2 separate regions of the Mus musculus genome follow, and region 2 is linked to region 1. The links are chromatin contacts, called in public Micro-C maps. All regions are on one chromosome and are shown on one strand. Each heading gives the region's core, a stretch centred on a gene start, on an enhancer-like site or on the middle of the called end of the contact. The rest is flanking DNA. Distances are from core to core; before and after follow the strand shown. Region 1 holds the start of Pmp22 (peripheral myelin protein 22). Region 2 overlaps Tekt3 (tektin 3).

Region 1 (5,008 bases), core at 1,747-4,246:
TCAGTCGTGTGTCCATTGCCCACGAGCCATTGCTGCAAACAGCCAGACATGCCCGGTCAGTAAAGCAGTGAGGAGAGAAGGGAGAAAGGAGCAGGGCAAAGGATGGTATTCCCCAGCCTCATCCCCTGGATGCCTGGCCCTCCCCCTCCTGCCCAGTGAGATCAGCAAGCCATTCCCCAGCCTCATCCTCTGGATGCCCAGCCCTCCCCTTCCTCCCTCACCACTCCCTGGTAAAGTTGACAGTTGTGATCCGAAAATGAGAGGTGACAGCTTGGTATAGACATCACGTGGAGGTGGGAACACTGTTTTGTGTGTGAAAGACACTTTGGAAACAGAGAGGTTCCAGTCACCCAGACTCATACAAATGGTACCGTGCGCAGAAATGTATGGCATAGTAGCAAACAAGGACTTGCCCAAGGACAACTGCACCCTCACCACACTTATACCCTCTGGGTGTCACTCCTAGCCATGAGTTCTCTAAGCCTTCCTTTTATACATATATTTGATGGTGGGGAGCAAGGCCTTATGTAGCCCAGGCTGTCCTCATGTCTCTATGTAGCCAAGGATGATCTTGAGTTTCTGACCCTTCTACCTCAGGAAGTGCTGACGTTTCAGGCAAGTACTACCACACTCAAGTTCATGCCATGATGCATTTTTAGCATCCCACGGCTCTGTCAAGATTAGCCACAGCCATAGTCATAATTAAGATCTTGTCAATAATAAAGCAATTAACATAAATAACAATAATCCCAAACCACACTTCCAGCCTGCTTCACATTAAGACGTTAAAGGCGGAAGCATACATCTTCATTTTTCAAGAAAGCCAATTTTAAATGAATTAATCCACTGTGTCTGACAGCTCCACACCAGCTATTTCCTTGCCCAGCTCCTATCAGTGGAGGGCACTCCGGTAAGATAGATAAGATACCACAGTCCCCCTGCAAGACTGGCTTAAGTCCTGAGCAACTAAGTTCTTCCAGCCCTTGCTCACTGTCTACCCCTGATGCTGGCCTAACTTTCTCAAAGAACTGAAAAGAAGTGGGTGGCAAAGAAGTGCAGCAACAGAAGTCCTGGGGCCTCTGGTATGTCCAGCTGTCTGCAAATATCACTCCAGTTTGGCAACCTGGGGAAGCACTGGCTGGGAACCCAGAGCAGAGATAGCTGCCGCCCTGCAGGGAGCCTCCCCTGTCCGCTCGCCCCGCACTCACGCTGACGATGGTGGAGACGAAGAGCAACACTAGCACCGCGATGTGCAGGAACAGGATCCCCAACAAGAGTAGGAGCATGGTGGCTGGGAGTTGGGCTCGGGATCAGAGGAGCGGTGCCTGCTGAGAGAGGAAGGCGGGTGTGAGGCCGCTGGCCCTGGCCCGGGGGCCCAGCTGGCCGGGAGGGGGCGGCCGCCGCCATCCCTATCCCCGCCCAGTGCCCGCCCGCAATCGAACATCTTTTGCCTTTGGAACAAAACAAGCAAGTGGTGCGCACGTCCCGATCACCCCGGGAGGCGCGCGGAGGAGAGGAGTTTCCTGAACGATGAGCCGAGGCCACAGCAAGCCTCCGCCCAGCCTGGGCGCCTTTCAGGGCCCTTGGGACTTGGGAGGCTACCGAGGCCACGTCCCTGACCCAGTCACAGGGTGGATTCCCCCCGAGACTGGAGGCTCAGCGGGCGGCGCCAGGCTCACAGCCAGAGGCCTGGGGTCGCCCGCCACCCGAGGCTGGTTTCCCAGACCCCAGCGCGCCCCGCGTTCCGTTACTTGCCTCCAAGTTTCCACCCGTTTTTGCCAGCGGAGAGCAGCCGCCCCGCCCCCGGCTCGGCCTAGATGCTGGCGGCTGGGGGAGCGGGAGAGCAGGCGGGCTGGAGGATTGCCCGGCTCCGGAGCTTCCCGCGCGCAGGGTTCCGCGCCTTCCCTGCGCCCCGGGGGGTGAAGAGCCTTCAGCCCCGCCAGCTCCACAGGCACCCCCTGGACGGCCCCAAGGAGAGCTAGGCTGAGCCCGCCGCACTTGCGGACCCCTGTCCAAAGCCCCATCCCGAATAGATGCGCCAGGGGCCCTATCCCTTGGTTGCTGCTGACTGGAGGGAAGGAGACAGTGCGTAAAGAGGCTGATTGAGTCTGAGAATTCTCGCAAGTCAGAGCAGGCAAGACGTGTTTCCAAGGTCCGAAGATACTATCTCCTACCCTACCTCCCCCTCCACTTCAGACTTTAGGGAGCTAAAACTTGGGTGACCTGATAGTGAATGTGTACAGCCGTGAAAATCTGGCTGCAGCTGAGTGAACCAGTTAAGGATAGAACCTTAGACCAAGGAGACTTCTAAATTAGTTTTGACAAGTATTCTATCCCAGACACGTCCATTTTCCTCCCAAGGAACACATCAAAGACAAAAAGCCAGGAATGCACTGAAGATATAAGCAAGATTTTCCCCATGATTTCCAGAAAATTCAAATTTCATTGGATGGCTTCAAGTAGCAGAGACCAAGAACACCATAGGGCCTGCGGCTAGAACCCGAAGGACCAGAGACTCGTGTATTTTAACAGTACATCCTCTGGAAAGAATCACAAGGCCGCCCCAGCAACCCTCTATCCAGACACCGCCACCACCCTGGTCTGGACGATGCAGAGGCAGTCCTAGGTGTGTCCCTCCGGTAGGCTAGGATGTAGGAAGGGGTCTCCACGTTCTTGTCACAAGGCGGCCCTATGGAGGGTCAGAGCCCCGTCCCCGCTTTAGGCATAGCATTTCCAGATGATGCCCAGCTTTATGCCCCCCACCACCACCACCTTCTTCACTTTCCCTACCAACTTACTTTCAGTTCAAAGGGACAGCTATCTCAGAGCAGATTAGCCTCAGGCACAAACTCCGGTGCGTCCACTGGGTTGCTGGCGTCCCCAAAGACAGCTGTGCTGCGGGTCAGCGCGCGCGCAAAGCAAGGGGGCAGTGGGAGGCTCCCGGTGTTCCCCTTTAACGGGAACTACGCCCTATTTGCGTCGCTGCAGAAGGGTGTGTCCCAGGGTCAGCGTGTGCGGGAGGGCGGGCCTCCCTGAGGAGAGGGGGCAGGCGGGCGGGCGGGGCGCCGACTGCCAGACAGTTACTTGGACTTAAAGACACCCCCGGAAAAACCAGATCTCTGCAAAACCTCGACTTTTACTTAAAGCTGGAGGACCCTGGGCTTCTCGTCTCTCACCTTCCCTAGATCTGTGGTACTCGGGCCCTGTTGACCAATACATTGCACCTTCGCCCCTGTCCCCTCAGCGCACATGGATAAAGATTGCTAGATTTCGTACCCACCTCCCTGCCTCACTCCCCAAGTGCGCAGTGCTGGGTTCTCGGGAACACTGAAGTGAACTGTGCCCATTCGGGGACTGTGTAGCTGGATCACCTCTCCTACTAGCAGCCAGGACCTCAGGTCTTGGCGCACCTGACCTGCGCTGGGGTCTTAACTGGGCTAGTCTTTAAAACACCCATCCTCGCTATCCCTGTTTGTACCTAGAAAGTATGCTGGTTTACTGGGATTCGGGGTACATATCTAGAGGGCTAGGCTGGGACCCCAATCCAAGAGAGAAGGGAGGGGAGGAAAATCCAAGCTTGACGGACGGATGGACGGACAGACGGACAGAGGGGTGGGGCTCTAGGATCCGGCTCCTCCTAAGCTTGGCAAAACCAGATTTTACAACTGCATATAAGCTCCAGGCGAAGTTTGCCTGAGGCAAGCTGGCCTGGCTCCCAGCCTTGGCTGGAGTCCTGGCCATGGGGGTAGGGGTGAGAGAAGTGGCCATCTGAGGTGCAGGAAGAGCAGCCAGAGAAACTAGCTGATTCATAGGCACTTGAGTGTGGCCGCCCAGAGTTAAGAAGGGAGAGGCTAGCCAGCTCTTCTTGGAGATGTGCCCAACTAACCATCAGGTCACCTGTATTGGCTGACTGAGCAAGGAGCCCGTGTGTTAAAGTCTCTACCTGCATATCCACACCCTCCCTACCTGTTAAGAGCAGTGAGTCATAAAGCCCTGGGAGACTCAGATAGTTCCATATTATTTTGTTTTTTGACAGTAGCCGCTACTTGAGCTAATTGTATATGCTTGCTCATTACATAAAAAAATAAACTTGAAGCATTCTTCAGACAATGATCTTTTAAAATTTCTCATCGGATTAAAAATAAAGAGTATGTGTGACATTTTTATTCAGTTCCCTGCCAATGCCAGGTGTCGTACCTGTGCTTGGCACACAGGAGGCTGAGAGGAGATGCATGGCAGAGGTTGAAGCCAGAGCTCTGCACTCGGTCCACACCTAATCAACTAGTGCTCCTGTCGTGAGCATTCATTGAGCATTCAATGTTTTCCTCTGGGAAGAACGGCCGCTGCCTACACCGAAGGGCGTGGTGATCCTAATGACAGGCTCAGAGCCATTAGCTCTGTGTCTGGAACAAAACACAGGTCCAGTCCTCTAACACGCCCCTATTCTGAGCACACTACACTTAACAATCACAGCCCTTCAAGGGGCTGGCCTGTCCACCTCGGTACTAAAACAGATTAGAGAATGCCCAGAGTTATACGGCTGCACGAGAAGGCATGCGGCTGGGGAGTGACTGCGGCAATGGAAGTAAATCTTCAGTTTCCTGGGTCATTTCTAAAGGTTAGATGTGTCCTAGAAGTCATTGCTGGGCTCTTACTTAAAAGCCAAGCATTCTCGGTGGTATCACATTTAATTCTGGATTCTCTTCCTGTTCTGTTTCTTAAGTAAACTTCTAAAAAGGAAGTCCAATATACATCTAGAAAAGAGCACATTGTGGCTGCATCCACAGCCGGCTCCTCCCCTTTTTTTGAAGTCGGTATCTCGGTCAACAGTCCCTTAGGTCATAGCCACACCACAAGCTGCCAGAAAGGTGACCCCTTCTGTCCCTGCTGCCTCTTGCTTCCTGGCCAGCTCCCAATGCTTGCGAGGAAACGCTCCTGAGGAAATGCTGAGCAAGCTTGGCCACACCCAGAGCCAGCCGGCCACAGGTGGAAGTGGCCATGTAGCAGC
Region 2 (5,008 bases), core at 962-3,461, 38 kb after region 1:
AAACACATAACAAATAAAAGATGTGTTAAGTTCAGAGTTGTAAAACTCATAAAATTATAACATTCTGTTGAACTTTTAACTGTTGGATAACAAGACAAAACCTATAATTTGATTCTAAAATGATATCTTGGGACCACAAAAAATAGCCAAATGTACAAGCTTATCATCTGTACATCTACCCTTCTGGCATCTAACAATGTTTTGTGACATTGACTAGCCAATATTCTAAGGAGAAAGGGCATGGACTAAGACAGGAAGACCAGGAGGAGGGAGAGACATGAATTCTGGAGTTAGTGGGCAATGGCAAAGCAGGGTAAGCATATTGAGATTCAGAGAGAGACACCAAGAGAGAGAGGAGAAGGTGAGAAACGAGAAGAAGCCCCTCTCTGCTGTTGCTTCCCATTTCAGAGTGTGTGGCAATGTTGAGGAATGCCCAAGAATTCATGGGCAAGAAGGAAAAGATATGGGAGGAGGTTAGCATCCTGCCATCAGTTTCAAAGGCTAAGGTTCTCCCCTGTGCTTCTCGTGCTCCAAGGCGCTCTACCTCGATCCACATACCAAATGTCCCACCATGTCCCACTGGGTGGTGAAGACTTTCACACACAGGTCTTTAGAGAACATTCAGTGTTGCTTACAGCATTATGACTCAGGATCTGGTCACTGCCAGGATAAAATGGTCTTCATTTTCAGCTCATCCATATTACTTATGGAGGGGTGAGAATCCTTCGACTCCCATATTTACTTTCTTGGGTGGATCGACTACATTTCCTTATTTCTATTCCAGAACCCAGAAAGCAGAGAATTAAGGTTTAGGCACAAATGAGAGGCCATCCAGAACAAGGTCATGGTGTTTCTGTGAACACAACTCTTTAATAGTGACTATATTAACACTCATTTAGATGCTGAGATACTGTTTTCCTTCTACCACTTTTTAGGAGTTTGAAAACTACTCTTCCCAGGGTCCCTAGCAGTAGCCCACCAGCCGGAGGGTGCTGGGGTAGCTATTGCGCATGCTCATGCATTTTTCCTGGTCGATGTACAGAGTGTTGGCTTTCACAGCCAAGTCATGCTCCAGGGTGGCTTTGGTATGGGCCAAGGACTGCAAGGTGTCCTCCGAATCCCTCAGGCGCTGCTGCAGAGTCTGGATGGTCTCGTCTACCTCATAGACCTCGTTAACAAGGCTGCAGGAGGGAGCACATGGTTAGGTGGACGGGCACACTCAGGCAGTCTGTCCCCAGCTGATTTAAGGGACATGTCAGAAGTACTTTTTATATCAAGGGATGCATATATCTATGCATGCTTCCAGAATTACCAGAATCATCCCCTATTGTCAACCTCATTATAGTCTATAACCCAAAAGATAATCTAAACATATACCTGAGATAACACTAAAATTCCACTCACTTATACACACCACACACTCACACACATCCATATACTGACATACTTATTCATATGGACACACATGAATGTATGATGCTACTCACAATATTGTAAAAGAAAAAGTTATAAACACTGGTATTTCATTAAAAAGCAAATGTGAGGGGAAAACCTCTTGACTTAGGTGGGACTTTATACTTTTTACTTTAGTCTTGAACATGACTTTTGTAGGGTTGAGAAAGGAGCCTTTAATATATAGAATTCTACTCAACCTCCTACCATATCTCAGTTAGGGACATTCCTCACGCTATAATGCCCCACCGAGACCCTAGGTTAAAAAAAAACCCTCCCAGATCTCAAGTCAGAACATTGTAATTTACCAAACCTTGACACGACATTAAGATGACGGTACATGCCACTCGCTGCGTACTCTGTGACTCTGAAACTGTCACAGATGCTCTTTCTACGTAGTGATGAAAATTAGCCCCGAGGACAAAAAGTAAGTGACAGTGTCTTCACAAACTGGAGCAGCTCCGCCTCACTGACACAGTTCAGGTCCGTCTCAGGCTTCCGGGTTTGTACTGTTTATAGACCTTGCCTAAAGGCCTGTGTATCTTTTGCATTTGGTCTCTAAGCTGCCTCAGTCTTTGCTCATCTCCCTGCCAGAGCACTGCTACTTATCAACATTTGCATAAATAAACATAACTGCTATGCAAGCTTCTGGAAATAGTGGCCCTGCTTTTTTTTTTTTCTGTCTGCTTGGAGAAACCATTGTCCCTAAGTAACTGTTTGCCTTCTCATTTTGTTTGTGTTTTGCTGCACATAAGAGTTCAGTGTTTACTGGGCCAACTTCCTTCTTCCCCTTTGGGATTTCTTCTACCATGTTTATATTTAGACCATTGCTCTTCCCAAGAGCAATTACCCACTGATTTGACCAATAGTATCCCCCAGGATACACCCCTGGAGCACTCAAGGGTAAAACCTGGCACAGGTTATAAAAAGGCAGTCGTCGGTTTTAGGGACTGCTCTCCATGTGAGTCCCACTCTGAGTGTCATGCCAGGTCAAACAGCTTACTCTTACATCCCTACACAAACCCAGACACATGTCCACTCTCCTATGAGCAAATGGAGACATCAGACGATACCCAGCAGCCACTTCTAAACACTCCGCTTGGATCCCACTCAGTTGAAAACGTAACTTTGATTACAGTCAGCCCTCTGTATCTGGGGCTCTGCATGCACACTCAGTAAGTCACAGATTTAAACTATTTGTCAAAAAATGTATTCATGCTAAACATATGTTATCTTCTTGCTCCCTAAATGACACAATGTAACAACCAGGATTTACATTGCATAGCCATTACAAATAATCTCTCCATGAATGAAAAGGACACAGAAGGATATCAATGGGTTATATGCAAATTCTGAATCATAAGGGATTTCATGTTTGTGGATTTGGATATCCAAGGGAAATCTTGACACCGCCCTCAGGGATCCTGATGGATGTGCATCACGGGTGGTACAGAGATGGAAGTGTATTTTCTTCAAACTTTCACTCAGGGGCAGATTGAAAGGGCATGGAATATATATATATATATATATATAAGAAACGGTTTTGAATAGAACAGTGCCTATGACCAAGTAAGGATTGAGGCATCCCTAGAGGGAAAAAGGTTTCACCATGACAGACATGTATCCAAACCACATTAGCACCAGAACACAGCGTAACTATGTAGCTTCACAGGACTTGGCAGCTGGAGAAGGACCACCAGGGGTCATGAAGCCCAGTGTCCTTGTTTCACAGATGAGGACTCTGCGCCCAGAGGATTGATGGAATGTCCTGTTCGTGGGTACACAGCCCACATGTGTTTATAAGCACTATAAGGCCATCCTGGAAGCTGGGAAGGAAATACAGAGTCTGGGTGGCGTCCTAAGAAACAGGGTCCCATTTCCTGTCCCCACCCTTTCTATTCCTTTCAATGAGAGGACAGAAGCAGAGACCCAGGAGGGTGGCCTCGGGACACAGGGCTCCTTTGAGATGACCCGTCTCACTGTCTTTCTTCCTTGTAATCCCTACAGACAATACACAGGATGCTGGCCCAGCTGAATGTCTATAGCAAATAAACAAGTAATTTTTAATGCCAAGTACTTTTTTTAGTCCTAGTACAATACACATACTATGAATTTTACCATCCTAGAGCATATTCGTGTATACATTACATAGCTGGCTCCTCTAACCATCCGGGTGAGGAGCACCACAGAGACCCACAACCTACCTAAAAGTGCACCTGTAATGTACCCTCTACATCTATGGCTCAGATAAATCACGGAAGGAGGAGAAAGGTCGTGGGAGCCAGCGGCCTAGGATTCTTTGCTTCTTACTCAGCATACACACCCACTTTCTTGCCCTGAGTCCCTAAACAGCACAGTACAGCAGCTGCTTATTTTAGTACTAATTACGTTGGGTTATGCTAATATACAAACGATTTCATGCACATAGAAGGAAGTGCTCATAGCAAATACTATACCATTTAATATACAGGACCTGAGTGCCTGTGAATTTTGACATCTCTGAGGGTGTCCTAGAACTAATATATCCCCCCCACCCCCCAATCAGGGAGCTTCAATTAGGAGATTTTTGTTTCTAACTCTCTTAGACTTTTTAAGAGGAGTTACCTGAAGGCATCTGGATAAGATTCCACACTGACACACACACATCTCCATGACAAATGAAGATCTTCTCACAGCTCCCTAAGGGAAATCCCACCCCCAGTCATCTTCTGAGTTTCCCCTCCCGGATGCATCCCCTGGGTTAGCCACAGGTTCTGAGGCTGGCAGAGGAGGGATGTGAGAGAGCACCCTGTGTCACCTGTGTGCCCCATCTCAGGTAATGCTAACCTCATCCTTTTGGGTGCTGGACTAACTTCTGACTGACTTTACCCCCCTCCCCCAGACCTCACAGCCTCCGGTCATAAAAACTAGCCATCTTGTCTTGCAAACACCCCCTCCTCTCCTACTTCCCCCACCCTTCTCGGCCCTACTCCCATCCGTTCCTCACTCCTCTGCAGACCAGCCCTCCAGTGAACTCCCATAGTCTCTGACCTCAGGGGATTCCTTTGCTATCTTTTCAACCAGGGTAACTTTTCTGTCTCTTGAGCTCTTTAAAGAAGGCCAACCTCCAACACTAGAGGAAGAGAAACTTCTGGTCCTTGAGACTAGTCTGTTGCCCAACACTACAGTCATGCGTGCCAACAAGCCAAGGGCATTTAGGAATATCTTCCCTATAGACAACAAGGAAGCAACATCATTCAGCAGGAACAGCACTTATATCCTGTAAATTGCCCTGCGGCTTATAGACAAGACAAAGGTATGCGTGGGATGAGGATCAACTTCTGCATTCTAGGTGCAGGCGGCAGCGCCAGGGTTCAGGGAGCTGCAAGAAGTTCTAAATCTACAGGATGCACTAAGAATAAGACTCAGACCCAAGACGATCAACAGGAAATGGAGGAGCCCACTTACACACTAAACTGCATCCAGTCTTAGACAAGGAAGACCCCAATAAAGGGTGCCCACCTGCTGGCATGCTGTCCAGTCCCAGGGAGGCAGAGGCAAAGGGATCCTGAGTTCA

The links. A called contact is a pair of places that touch in the nucleus more often than the background predicts.
Region 2: a contact with region 1 is called in a Micro-C map of trophoblast stem cells, with 2.6 times the contacts expected there. The contact joins the enhancer-like site here to the promoter of Pmp22 in region 1. A contact is called at or near these places in 1 of 39 promoter capture datasets (embryonic stem cells), 1 of 15 datasets of contacts at CTCF or cohesin (the NIH/3T3 cell line), 11 of 484 Hi-C or Micro-C datasets (the HL-1 cell line, Kupffer cells, the N1E-115 cell line and 7 more), 4 of 115 datasets of contacts at active chromatin or transcription factors (bone marrow-derived macrophages, embryonic stem cells and heart atrium) and 1 of 9 other capture datasets (adipose tissue).

What each region holds. Positions count from the first base shown.
Region 1 is chr11:63,129,445-63,134,452 of GRCm38.p6, reverse strand. Pmp22 (peripheral myelin protein 22) reads right to left here and starts at 2,996. Exons shown (of 5, transcript NM_008885.3): 1 at 2,799-2,996; 2 at 1,209-1,328; 3 at 1-32. The coding sequence starts at 1,286.
Region 2 is chr11:63,090,799-63,095,806 of GRCm38.p6, reverse strand. Tekt3 (tektin 3) reads right to left here. Exons shown (of 8, transcript NM_027660.1): 8 at 847-1,181. The coding sequence ends at 965. The region is part of intron 2 of Gm36926 (a long non-coding RNA gene); the gene reads left to right. Among named protein-coding and RNA genes, the nearest start is that of Gm36926, 26 kb to the left of the region's middle. Within about 2 kb of position 2,211, at least 2 of the 459 cell types and tissues checked have an H3K27ac peak or open chromatin away from gene starts, as enhancers often do. A contact at or near this core is called in Kupffer cells and trophoblast stem cells, where this site is marked.